Regions from separate parts of the Sus scrofa genome. Here all the other regions are linked to region 4. The links are chromatin contacts, called in public Hi-C and HiChIP or PLAC-seq maps. All regions are on one chromosome and are shown on one strand. The core of a region is the stretch at or near the end of the contact, and the rest is flanking DNA. Distances in the headings are between cores, read along the strand shown. Region 1 holds the start of BCKDHB (branched chain keto acid dehydrogenase E1 subunit beta). Region 2 overlaps BCKDHB (branched chain keto acid dehydrogenase E1 subunit beta). Region 3 holds the start of DOPEY1 (protein dopey-1). Region 4 holds the start of FAM46A (protein FAM46A).

Evidence for each region. Hi-C and Micro-C count contacts between places; a contact is called where the count stands out from the background. HiChIP or PLAC-seq counts read pairs in DNA pulled down with a chosen protein or histone mark.
Region 1: a contact with region 4 is called in an H3K27ac HiChIP or PLAC-seq map of skeletal muscle, with 6 times the contacts expected there. The contact joins the promoter of BCKDHB here to the promoter of FAM46A in region 4. A contact is called at or near these places in 2 of 2 datasets of contacts at active chromatin or transcription factors (alveolar macrophages and skeletal muscle).
Region 2: a contact with region 4 is called in a Hi-C map of mesenteric adipose tissue, with 2.7 times the contacts expected there. The contact joins the enhancer-like site here to the promoter of FAM46A in region 4. A contact is called at or near these places in 1 of 5 promoter capture datasets (fetal skeletal muscle), 12 of 47 Hi-C or Micro-C datasets (embryonic fibroblasts, fetal heart ventricle, fetal skeletal muscle and 8 more) and 2 of 2 datasets of contacts at active chromatin or transcription factors (alveolar macrophages and skeletal muscle).
Region 3: an H3K27ac HiChIP or PLAC-seq map of alveolar macrophages shows a contact between it and region 4. The contact joins the promoter of DOPEY1 here to the promoter of FAM46A in region 4. A contact is called at or near these places in 1 of 47 Hi-C or Micro-C datasets (embryonic fibroblasts) and 1 of 2 datasets of contacts at active chromatin or transcription factors (alveolar macrophages).

What each region holds. Positions count from the first base shown.
Region 1 is chr1:86,016,210-86,019,375 of Sscrofa11.1, reverse strand. It overlaps BCKDHB (branched chain keto acid dehydrogenase E1 subunit beta), which reads left to right and starts at 1,797. Exons shown (of 10, transcript NM_001123219.1): 1 at 1,797-2,004. The coding sequence starts at 1,797.
Region 2 is chr1:85,987,366-85,990,506 of Sscrofa11.1, reverse strand. All of the region lies in intron 3 of BCKDHB (branched chain keto acid dehydrogenase E1 subunit beta), which reads left to right. Among named protein-coding and RNA genes, the nearest start is that of BCKDHB, 29 kb to the left of the region's middle. Within about 2 kb of position 1,431, at least 17 of the 83 cell types and tissues checked have an H3K27ac peak or open chromatin away from gene starts, as enhancers often do. A contact at or near this core is called in mesenteric adipose tissue, where this site is marked.
Region 3 is chr1:83,135,984-83,138,805 of Sscrofa11.1, reverse strand. DOPEY1 (protein dopey-1) reads left to right here and starts at 1,365. Exons shown (of 37, transcript XM_021091876.1): 1 at 1,365-1,517.
Region 4 is chr1:84,543,750-84,546,523 of Sscrofa11.1, reverse strand. It overlaps FAM46A (protein FAM46A), which reads right to left and starts at 1,491. Exons shown (of 3, transcript XM_013992805.2): 1 at 1,072-1,491; 2 at 264-828. The coding sequence starts at 791.

The sequences.
Region 1 (3,166 bases), core at 548-3,047, 1.5 Mb before region 4:
AAACTTGACTTTGTAAATATAATTTTATTTAGCTACCCCTCTCCTTTATTCAATAAAATAAAAAATACCCTTCATTCACATAAAAATAAAACACACACACACACACACACACACACACACACACACACACACACCATGAAACAGAGGAGGTGAACACAACAAAAGACAAGATTAAAAATCCCCAAAATGTTGAATTTGGGGGCTTGATATGGAGTAGAAATAATGAAGATATACTTTTGTTTCTCCTTTGGGCATTTAAAAAAATTCTGCCAGGGAGTTCCCGTCGTGGCACAGTGGTTAACTAATCCGACTAGGAACCATAAGTTGCGGGTTCGGTCCCGGCCCTTGCTCAGTGGGTTAATGATCCGGCGTTTCCGTGAGCTGTGGTGTAGGTTGCAAGGTTGCAGACGTGGCTCGGATCCTGCGTTGCTGTGGCTCTGGCATAGGCCGGTGGCTACAGCTCCGATTCGACCCCTAGCCTGGGAACCTCCATATGCCGCGGGAGCGGCCCAAGAAATAGCAAAAAAGACAAAAAAAAAAAAAAAAAAAAAAAAAAAAAAAAAAAAATTCTGCCAGAATCCACAGCATGCAAAAGTTCTCAGTCCAGGGATCCAAGTTTGCCACAGCGGTAACCAGTGACAGCTGCTGAATCCTTCACCGGCTAGGCCATGTGGGAACTTCCTCCTTTGGGCAGATTTGAATTCCTGCTTCTCAAACCCAATCAGAAAACATGCAGCTGGTGCATTTCTGCCTTTCCTCTCACCCCATTTCCTCTCTCTTTTCCTCTGCCTCTTTGTAAAACCAAGGATGGGCTGGATGGCCAGAAAGAGCATAAGGGGAAATTCGTTCTCCTGCTCCTTCGCCTTCATTCTTTCCCTCTCTCTTCTTCAAATTCTGTTTTGGGCCATTCTTTTCCTACCTTCCCACCCTCATCTGATGGAAACACTTTCACCCTTGTCTCTAATCATATTTTACTATAATGTGTAAATTCATGAACAGAGAAGGTATCCTCTTAAACATTTGGATTTTTAACAGGAAAATTTACAAAGTTGATTATTTTAAATGTAAATGAATGGATTCTCAATTTCTCCAGGTTTCTAAGCTCTTCAGGTCATTTTTGCTGCACCTGGGCAAAAACGCAACTGAATTCCTGTAAAGTGGGTTTGCGGGGTGAACTCTTAAGTTTACCTCTTTCACTGTCACTTAAATCCAGAAAAACAAAACCAGTAAAAATCTATACATACTTATTAAGCACTTTAGAAGGGTTTGAATAAAGAGCTCAGGGTTAGAACAGAGCTTCTCACAGCCGTCTGAAACTCAAAAAACCAATAACCAATACCAATCAATAGAATAATAGAGGTAAAGAACAGGAGAGGATTTAAAAGGGTTTCATTTCAAAAGGACATATAAATCTTAAAATGAAAAAGCTATCTGAATGCATTAGGCAGACGACACAGGAAAGGAACAAACCCAGGCACAGCGTGGAACTTTGCAGACCAGATCTGCGGCCCTGCCCCAAGCAGCAGACCTTGGGAAGACTCCACCTCCGGGAACAATTTCATTGGAGCTCACCTGCCCGCTCGCTCCCGCCCCAGCCCCCTTTCCGCATGCGCACAACGGGAGAACGACGCCGGGTCTTCTCGTCGTCTTCCCCACCCCCGAATTCCGAACTCTGATTGGTCTGCTTCCCGGGACCGCCCCTTCGGCCCACCCAATGTGGGGGCCGTCTTGGTGTTCCGCCCTCCCTGCCGGCAAAGGGTGGCAGAGTAGCCTGCAAACATCGGCGGCGAGTGGGGATGGCGGCAGTGGCAGCGGCAGCGGCGGTTGCTGTGGGACGGCTACTGCGGCTCCGGGTGGCCCGGGTGGAGGGACACTGGCATCCCCTGAGTGGCGGGGGGCTGCTGCGGGGCTTCCTGCAACCTGCCTCAGCCGACGGGGATGCGGCCCAGAAGCGGCAGGTGGCTCACTTCACTTTCCAGCCCGACCCGGAGACCGTGGAGTACGGTGAGATATAGGGGCTGCCCTGTCCGCTCCGGCTGCAGCCCAGACTCCCAGGCCAGCGGAATGTCCCAGCGAGTACGGCCCTGCCTGTCCCGGGCGGGGTCCCGTAGGCTGACTTCTTTGCACCACGGCACAATCCCTGTCCTCCTCTTTAGAGCCTTCTTCTACCGTAGGGTCTGACTCTGATTTCCTCCTTGCTCCATTTTTGTGACTGTGCAGCTCTCGAGAGGCAGTCTCTTGGCACGTTCGAAATGGGTGAGGGGGTTTCACCGGGTCTGCAAGGGTCTGAGGGTGGAGGGGTGGTGCCAGGAAACGCCTCCCTTTTCCCATTCTATCCTTGCTTTCCCAGCCTTTGCCTTAGGAGTTGTCCCAGCTTGCTCAGGGCCGGGCCGCTAACTATAGGCAGCAGTATGTTAAAAGGAAAGAAAAAGCCGCCGTCTCCCCCACTTTTAGCAGGTAAGAGAAAACTGAGGGACTAAAGTAACTGAATTGATTTCTCAAGGTCACAAAACAGGTTCTTCCTAGAGAAGCGAAAAATCCAGGCTTCATCTCTGAGCTTGATACTGAGCCGATGCTGGGTAAGGGTGCTACTCTGGGAGTGGGAAGCAGTATCAGATAGCGGCGGAGGAAGCCATCCAGTGCTTCCAGCCGCGAGAAAAACCCACAGCAAGCACATCTCACACCTCGCGGGAACGCAGTTGCATGACTTTTACGGTTTTTTTCTGCAAGTTTTACATACTCTCCAAAAGATCCAGTGCCTATCATTAGAATACTGAAAACAATACGAAAACGGTGACCTTTTCCTCGGCTACTAACTTCTCAAATGGTAGAGCTGGCATTTTGGGAGGTGTGTCTTTCCCTCTGAAATAAGGAGAATGAACATTTATTGAGCGTTTACCACAGACAGGCACTGGGCTGAGAAATTTATAGTCATCATCTCATTTGATGCTTAGGGCAACCTTCAGAGGTGGGTAGTATTTTTATTCCCAATTTTCAGTTAGGTTAACTGAGTCCTTGAGGAGTTTGTCCTGGTAAGTCAGTGAGAGCTTCAGCTTTGGAATCTAATTAGATTCCACAACTTCCATTCTAAACAGCTTGCTAAACTGCATGTAGAAATAACTTACCAAGAGGTGTCCCTGTTTTGTGAAATAGAAGACATCTTAAA
Region 2 (3,141 bases), core at 182-2,681, 1.4 Mb before region 4:
ATGACATATATCATTTGTTCATTTAATATTACGGAGGATGTTGCTAAGTTATCTTACAAAGTGTGGTGCTGGCTGGGTCTTCTGGAAATCCTCTTCTAGTCTGGTACTTGTAACAGAGGGAAAAACACAAACTTTTTGCTTTAGCATTTAGGCTTTCTTGGATTTGGATGCAGGGGGCATTTATAATTGTTTTAGTTGGGACAGCTCATTTTCTAGTTTTTACACATTGAATCCAGTGATTTTTTCCCCCCAATTTTACTTTCCTTGTGTTCAGAATTGCTGCTCATTTGACTCAAATATAATTTTTGAATTAGAAATCTTTTCTTTTTATTTAATTTTTATGAATTCTCTCTTTTTTATTTAGGGCCACACCTGTGGCATATGGAAGTTCCCAGGCTAGGGGTCAAATCAGAGCTATAGCTTCTGGCCTACAGCCACAGCAGTGCTGGATCTGAGCCACATCTGCGACCTACACCACAGCCCACGGCATTGTCGGATCCTTGACCCACTGAGCGAGGCCAGGGATTGAACCCGCATCCTCGTGGATCCTAGTTGGATTCGTTACTGCTGAGCTACAACAGGAACTCCTCAAAATTCTCATTTTTTAAAATTGAAGTTTAGTTGATTTACAACATTTAGTTTCCAGTGTATAGCAAAGGGACTTGGGTATATATACCTTTCCAGATTCTTTTCCCTTATAGGGAAAATACTGAGTATAGTTCTCAAGGATTTTCTTTTTAGAACCCAGAAATGATCAGGGGTGAAAGGGACTAGTATAACAGGTTTTTTTTTTTTTTTTTTTTTTTACAGGCAGTTCAGATTACTCAATATCTGGGAATCCATTCTGTATTGTTTGTCTTAAGGGAACAAATCATAGAGCCGTTACATTACAACTGAGAATGCTCTTTCTTCTAGAAGTAGAGTGCCTGGTGGCCATGGCAGCTTAACAGCGAAAGGCTTAGATATTGAGCTGTCGTTGTGACAAAACCTACCTGTCTCAGGAGGCTTGAATCTAAAACTGTAGGTTATTACACAGCCATGCAGCCCATGCTTCAATTCTTACTTGGAATTCCACTGTTTAGCACCTTCCATGCAGTGATGAAGTCACCTGGTAATTAAGTTTACCAGGAAAAATGATTTTTCTAGTCAGTTGGTAGGAGCCCAAACATAGAACCATGTGTGGAGGAAAGCTTTCATGACCTTTGCCAGATCCTTGAGCAAGGCCTTATATGTAAAGCCATAGAGGGTCCAAGGCTGGGGCTTTGTTTTCTGTTCCCATTGACTGTAGGATTCTGGGTTGCTTTGATTGGCAGAGGGGATGTGGGATCAGTTAGGTAAAGGTTGGCAGGTGTCATGTGCTAAGGAACCACTGGGGAAGCCTGTTGGATCAAAGAGTTTTTAGTTTCCAAGTGAGCAGACACACCCAATGGCAGCTTCAGCAATGAAATGCTTGACCTTCTCCAGGGGCACCCTGCCAGCCCTCTCCCAGCCGAGGGCCTCTGGCCACCAGCCAGAAGTGGTGGCATCTGGCCAAGCTTAAATTAGCCCAAAGATTCCTTTTCTGTAGTTTTGGCTTCAGGATACTGAAGCATCATCGGTAATGAGGGATTTCTCCTCATCTCTGTAGGCTGCTGCTTTGACCCTCATCTTTTTCTCTTCTGGTCGCTGCCAGCTTGGAGTCCAGCAGAAACAAAGAGACTTGTTTCTTCAGCCAAAAGGGAACGCACACAAATGCAGTATTACATGCTTAATTAATCAAGATCCTGGAGGCATTGAACTTGAGCATTTTGTTCTTTAAAAAAGGGACACTGCCTCAAAACTCAGACGGAAACTTTATTTTTTTGTTTATTATTTTTTTGGCCACACCTCTGGCATATGGCAGTTCCCAGGCCAGGGATCCCACCTATGCCACAGCAGTTACCAAGGCTGCTGCAGTGACAATGCCTGATCCTTAACCCACTGAGCCACCAGAAACTCCATCTATCTATCTATCTATCTATCTATCTATCTATCTATCTATCTATCTATCTATCTATCTATCTATCTATTTTTTAGGGCTGCACTTATGGCATATGGAAGTTCCCAGGCTAGGGGTCAAATCGAAGCTGTAGCTGCTGGCCTACTACACCACAGCCACAGCAATACAGGATTTGAGCTGTGTCTTTGACCAACACCACTGCTTATGGGAACACCGGATCCTTAACCCATGCAGCGAGGCCAGGGATCGAACCCACATCCTCACGGATACTAGTCGGGTCTGTAACCCGCTGACCTACAATGGGAACTCCTTATTTTTTTCTTCTTTTTAAATTGAAGTGTACTTAGTTTACAATGCTGTGTTAGTTTAAGGGGTATGGCAAAGTGATTCAGTTACGCACACATTTCTTTTTCAGATTCTTTTCCCTTCTAGGTTATTACAAGGTACTGAATAGAGTTCCTTGTTGTTTTCTCTTCAGGGCTTCCTTCATCCCACAATCTGCTGACAGTGACCCAGGCCAAGAACCATAACCTCTGACCTACTCAGCCTCTCCTGATTCCTCTCAGATATTCAGGAGCAGAATTTGAGTCAGATAGTCTCAGTGAAGCATTGCCCTCATTTCATTCTTGCCAGATTTCCTCTATCTATCTATCTGTATGTATCTGTCTATCTATTTTGTCTTTTTAGGGCCATACTCACAGCCTATGGAAGTTCCCAGGCTAGGGGTCGAATCCGAGCTGTAGCCGCCAGCTTACACCACAGCCACAGCAATGTCAGGTCCGAGCCGAGTCTGTGACCTACACCACAGCTCACAGCAATGCCAGATCCTTAACCCACTGAGTGAGGCCAGGGATCGAACCTGCGTCCTCATGGCTAGTCAGATTTGTTTCCGCTGCGCCATGACAGGAACTCCCAAATTACTTTATTTGCCTCCATAACTCACTCACCTGTTTCTTTTCACAGGCGGTATTCAGCTTTAGCTTCCACTACACTTAAAGATTTCAGTAAAGGCGCATTTTGGTAAAATTTGTTTGCCATGTTTCCAGGCTACGTGATCTATAGGTGATTCATTTTACTAAGGGAACAACAGCCAAGTTATTGAGAAGGCTGTTGCCATTGAACTTTCCTTGGGGCCGTGGGATGCTACCGCTGTCATGGATTTC
Region 3 (2,822 bases), core at 116-2,615, 1.4 Mb after region 4:
GGGTAGGTAGGGGTCTAATCAGAGCTGAAGCGCTGGCCTGCGCCAGAGCCACAGCAACTTGGGATCTCTGCCACGTCTGCACCTACACCACAGCCCACAGCAACGCTGGATCCTTAACCCACTGAGCAAGGCCAAGGATCAAACCTGCAACCTCATGGTTCCTTGTCAGATGTGTTACCACTGAGCCATGACGGAAACACCCCAGGGTGATGGTTTTGATGAAAGAAATTTTCCCATAGTAAGATACGGGGAAGTCATTCTGGCTTAAACATGATTTGACCTGAACTTAAGGTTAACCAATAGAGCCTATTCGTGGTCTATTAAATAAACATTGTACATCTGCCTTAACCATAAAGAAAATAATGCATTAAAAAAATAACAATGGCATAACTGTGGTTCAGGCATTCAAATGGAGCCAGGTGGCCATCGTGGATATGGCTTCAGACACATTCCTGTATCACTAAGAATCTGAATTTTCTAAACTATATCACTCAGACTCAAGGACACCCTCAGCCTTTCTCAAAACAACATCTGCTAGCAGCTGTCAGCTGCAACCTTATAGTCTCAAGGCCTCCCCTTATAAGTATACAATTTCAGAGCTGGACCAATCCTTATTTAACAAGGACCCTTCCTTTCTGCCAGCTCTAATCTTAATTCTTGACGAATAATTTACGTGACTTTGTGTCTTTTGCTGTTATAAGCCTCCAGCATTCTGTAGTCTGGTGGAACACAATTCAAATACATCTTCAGTCTGTGTCTCCCAGGCTATAGTCCTCAATTTGGCTTAAATAAAACTCTTTTCTATCCCTGTCATATATTAGTTTATTGATTATTTCCCTCCACAATGTCAACTCTGCATATCTCCCACCATTAACATCAAAGATTTTAGGTATTTAAATGCTGCCACATTATGTTGAAACATGTAACATTCTTAACACAGGATACCGTACATATTGATGTTTGTTTTTAAGGATTGTTATATTTTATATTTAGTCACACATTCTCAAGAAAAATCTATGATTTTTTGACCCGACATTTTAGGTGAAAGGAGGCAATCCTCCATGGAACTACATGATTTGGGGTTCTAGAATCAAAATAAGTTCCTAATATGATAACAACTATCTATCTCCTAACTTCGAAAGTCTTCTAACTTCTCTGGGCTTAGAATTAGTTAAGCAAAAAAAGCTGTTTTCGATTCCTAGCATCACGCGGAATTGGGATTGGCGCGGGCTGGCTGAAAATACCTGTTACCTCCCCTTCCATCCCCCTCCCTCAATAGGCGGCAGTGGGCCGCTTCCCCAACAGTCCGCCTGAGGGCGCTGTGGCGACAGCCAGCGCCGGGAGGCGAAGAACCGACCGGGGGCGGGGACGAAGGGCCGCGGACGTCGACGCCGGCGTGGGCGCGGGCGCGGTGTACGCTGGGAGCTGTCACTAGGCCCTCCGGCTCCCGGCCTCCGTGTCGCTGCCGCGGTTGCCAGGAGAGCGGCGCCGGCAGGGAGCGGTCGAGCCCGAGGAAGGTAACAGCGTCCCCGCCCCCAGCGCGGTCGCGAGGCCGGCCGGCCGCCCCTAGTGGCCCCCTCGGCCCGGCTCGTTCCGGAGCCGCCGGGACGCCCCGCGGGCGGGCAGGTGTAGTGTCGGGGGTTTGGCGCCCCGGCCCCGCCTGGAGCTGCGAAGCCGGCCGGACGCCCTCCGGTTGCCGTGGGAGCGGTAGCTACGCGGGGCCCGCGGCCGAGCTCGGGCGGGGGGCGCAGCGGCGGTCAGGGCCCGGCGGCCGGAGGCGGGGCCAGGGCGTCGGGTGGCCAGGCCGAGACTCCTGCTCAGGGGCCGCGCGGTGCGCGGGGTTGGGGTGGCCGTCGCACCTGTGCGCGGAAAGCGCGCGGAGTCCCTTCTTTGTTGGGCGAATTGAGGCGTCGCGCGGTCTCTTCCATCTGGGGGGTTCTTTTAATATTAAGAGGACGCGCGAATGGTCTCCCTCGTTAAGGTTCCGTGGGAGGTGGGAAAAGAGTGTAGAAGTTTAATCGAGGAAGTCCGATTAGTCACCAGGAAGTTGTTAACTAAGCTCACCTTTGATTCCCAAGCCTTTTGAAGTTGCAACATAACAATAGTCACTTGTTTGGTCTCCATCCTTCTCACTTACCCTGAGGGAAGGGACGAAGTGGCACAAGGCTACTTTTTGAGCTAAGTAAATACTGTTTTGGTTATTCTTAGACTTTCTTAGAGTTCTATGAAGTTTAAGAACTATGAAGATTGGAAAAAATCTGATTTGGAGATCGTAGTTAAAGCAATCAAAACATTGGGGGGGGGAAATTACAAAAAAAGATACCAAACTGTTTGCCCCATACGTAAGTCATGACGCATCGAAGGACAAAAATTCTCCAAGTTCAGTGCTGTTGCCTGTCTTGATGTAGACATAAGATCTTGCATTTTACTGTGGATATTTGCTGTTTTTTGTTTTTTTGTGCTAAGCATCACTCCACCTGATAACAGTGATTTAGTTGAGCTGACAGAAGTTATAGCAAGAGTAAATTAAAACCACTTGTAAGACAAATGCTTTATTTTAAAATGATCACTTTCAAGCATTCTGAAGTAAATCGTTCCTCAGAATTACTTTTTTTTTTTCTTTTTACTGCCACACCTGTGGCATATGGATGTTCTCAGGCTAGGGACCAAATCGGAGCTGCAGCTGAGGCCTAAGCCACGGCCATGGCAACACCAGATCCAAGCCACATCTGTGACCTATACCCTTGTGGCAAGGCATGTCCCTTAACCCACTGATGGAGGCTGGGGATTGAACCTGCATCCTCACGGACACTATGTCAGGT
Region 4 (2,774 bases), core at 242-2,741:
AGCCAAGAGTTAAAATATAAGGAGAAGGAAGAGAAGGCAGAGCTGAGGAGGAAGCAGAAGAGTTGGGGCACTGAAGCAGCAAGTAAACTAGAACACACAACGCAGCTCACGCATCTTCGTTTACCCATTAAAAAAAACTCAAATGCAAAATAAGCCAAAGCTCCTGCACGAGACGGGGCAGCAAACGTGCGCCCCCCACGCCTAGCGCCTCACGCCCGCGCCTGGTCCGCCGCGGGCCCCCGGCCTCTCTCGGGTAGCTTTACCTTGAGCGTGAGTGGTGTGATCTTCTCCTTGTTCACCCCTTCGGGTAAGAAGTCCAACAGGCAGTCCAGCACGACGTCCTTCACAGTCTGAAACTCCTCTTCCCCACGCAGGTCGGCGCAGAAGATTAGGTCCAGGTCCTTGTAGCCCAAGCCGCTGTCCTGGTGCAGGACGTGGCTGGCGGCCGAGCCGTTGAGGCGCACGTCGCGGACGCCAATGCGCTTCTCGGTCAGACGCCGCCGCACCACCTTCACGATCAGGCTGGGCTGCAACTCGAGCGTGGGGAAGTTGCCGCGCCCGTGGATCGGGATGGTCTCGCTCAGGATGCCGTCCAGCCGCTGCACTTGCTCCCAGTTCAGCACGTTGCAGTGCGCCGTGGGGCTTTCGCAATAGTCCAAGCAGTGCCCGCCGCCGAAGCCGCCGCCACCGCCGCCGAAGTCGCCGCCGCTGAAGTCGCCGCCAAGGGGGATGTAGGGACCGCCAGCCAGCTCGTCCTCGGCCATGGCGAAGTACCCTTCGCCTTCCGCCATGAAATGCCCGCCGAATGCCACTTGGCCCTGGTCAGTCCTAAAAGAAAACGGGGGTGGGGGGAGCGCGGTGAGGACGCGCGGCGGCGGGGCTGAGCCGGGCCCCCGGAGGAAGGAGCGGCCCCCTCCTCGTTTCGCCTCCCGCCTCGGGAGCTCCCGGAGACGCGCCCGCCCCAGGCCCCCCAGCCCCCAGCCGCGCGCGCCGCGCCCCGCAGAACAGCCCCGCACCAAAAGTATCTCTGATGCATCTGGAAAGCGCAAGCGGGAGTCCCGTCTGTGTCACCTGGAGGCGGCCGCCCCTTCTAGGAGCGCGGCGATGGAGGAACTGCGAGGCGGCAACACTTCCAGGAGCCGCGAAGACGCTCCCGGCAGTGGCGAGCGACTTAGTCCTTTCCAGACCCCTGCCGCCTGCGCCGGCCACTCCCGCCCCTCGACCCCGCCCGCGCCTCAGCCGCGGTGGTCCCAGAGGTGGCGGCTCCTGCTGTCGCTGCCGCCGCCGCACACGCTCCTGTCTCTGGAGCTTTAGCAGTTGTGCGGGCGAAAGGTCTCCAGTACTTTTTTTATACCGTGGCCGCTTGGCGCTTCCGGGGCCCGGCGCCGCATGCTCGCCACACCCTCCTCATCTGCATAGGGAGCCGCCCCCGCCCGCCCAGCGCCCGCGGCGGGAGCCCAGCAGAGCCGCGCTCCTTGAGGACCGGTCCCCAGGGCGCGAAGCTGGAGGCGGTGCGTGAGTTCACTTTAGTTCCTGTAGGTAGATTTGATGTAGGGACGCCCACCCACCCACGCCTCTCTTCCTTTTCCCCAAGGAGGAGACACTTCAGATACTTCAAGAGTCCTCACTGGCCCTCAAAACCGGATCAAGGCGAAAATCGCGTAACTGCTGAAACTTCTCAAAATTCTCGCCGGATGCGGCTCGTCATCAAAGCTTAGTGACGGGGGCTCCAGAGGGTCTTCTTGACCTCCCTTTTAAACAGTGTGTGGGGTAGCACTAGAGCGGTTATGGCATTAATAAACTCGGCCTCAGTGTGAACTAAGGGGTCCACTTCCCCGTGCCAATCAGTGTCTGCGCGCAACGGGCAGGGCAGGCTCCCCGAGTTTCGTTTCTTCAAACCTCAGGCGGCGCGCCGGGCTGGGGTGAGCCAGAGGAGCGCGGGGGCGGAGCCGAGCGTGCGTCCAAGCCCAGCGCACCCGAGGCTCGCGGCGGCCGGGAGCGCGGCTCGGGCCAACGCGCGTCCCCGAGCGGACGGCCGGGCGGGCACGCTGGCCTGGAAACGCGGGGCGCAAGGGGTGGGCGGCCGCTAGGTCGCGGGGCCGGAAGCTCGGCTGAGCGTTCTTCCATCCAGAAGCTGAGGAGGTGAAGCGCGTTCCTCGCCGGCAACTAAGGTTTGCGTTGTTCAAGTGAATGCACATGTCAGGGTGAAGTGAGCGAGTTTTCCACGACCCGCGAAAGCACGAGTTTAAAGTCTGCGACCGTCCCTCCTCCACACCCACAACTCCCGGCGCCTCCGCGGCTTGAAAGGAGTGTGGCCTTACCTCCGCGGGCACTAGCGCTCGAGGCCCGCGTTTGCTAGAAAGCGCCCCCTTTCTTCCTGCCGTCAATTCTGGCCGCTCGCTACCCTTTTCCAAACTGAGAGCCACTTTCCTTCGTCTTGAGGCCACGGCGGGGACAGAGGCGGGCTGGATACTCCCGCCCATGGCCCCGCTCGACCCCAGCCGCCCGGCCTGCAAGGAAGCATAGCCCTCCCTCTCCGGGCTGGGGAGCCCGGGCCTCGTCACTAGGGCCCCGCTCCCAGCAGGAGGCGGGGAGGCGCGGGTCGGGGAGGGGGAGAACAGTCACCCGCGGAGCAGCCAGCTGCGGGGCAACGCCGCCCCCTGCTGGTGCCCTGCGGAGCTGCGCGCCTAAGCGTAGGCACCCGCTGGACCTCAGAGGGAGGCCATCATCCCTAAGCACTTGTCCCTGGGCGGGGGACTGAGAAAGGTTCGCTA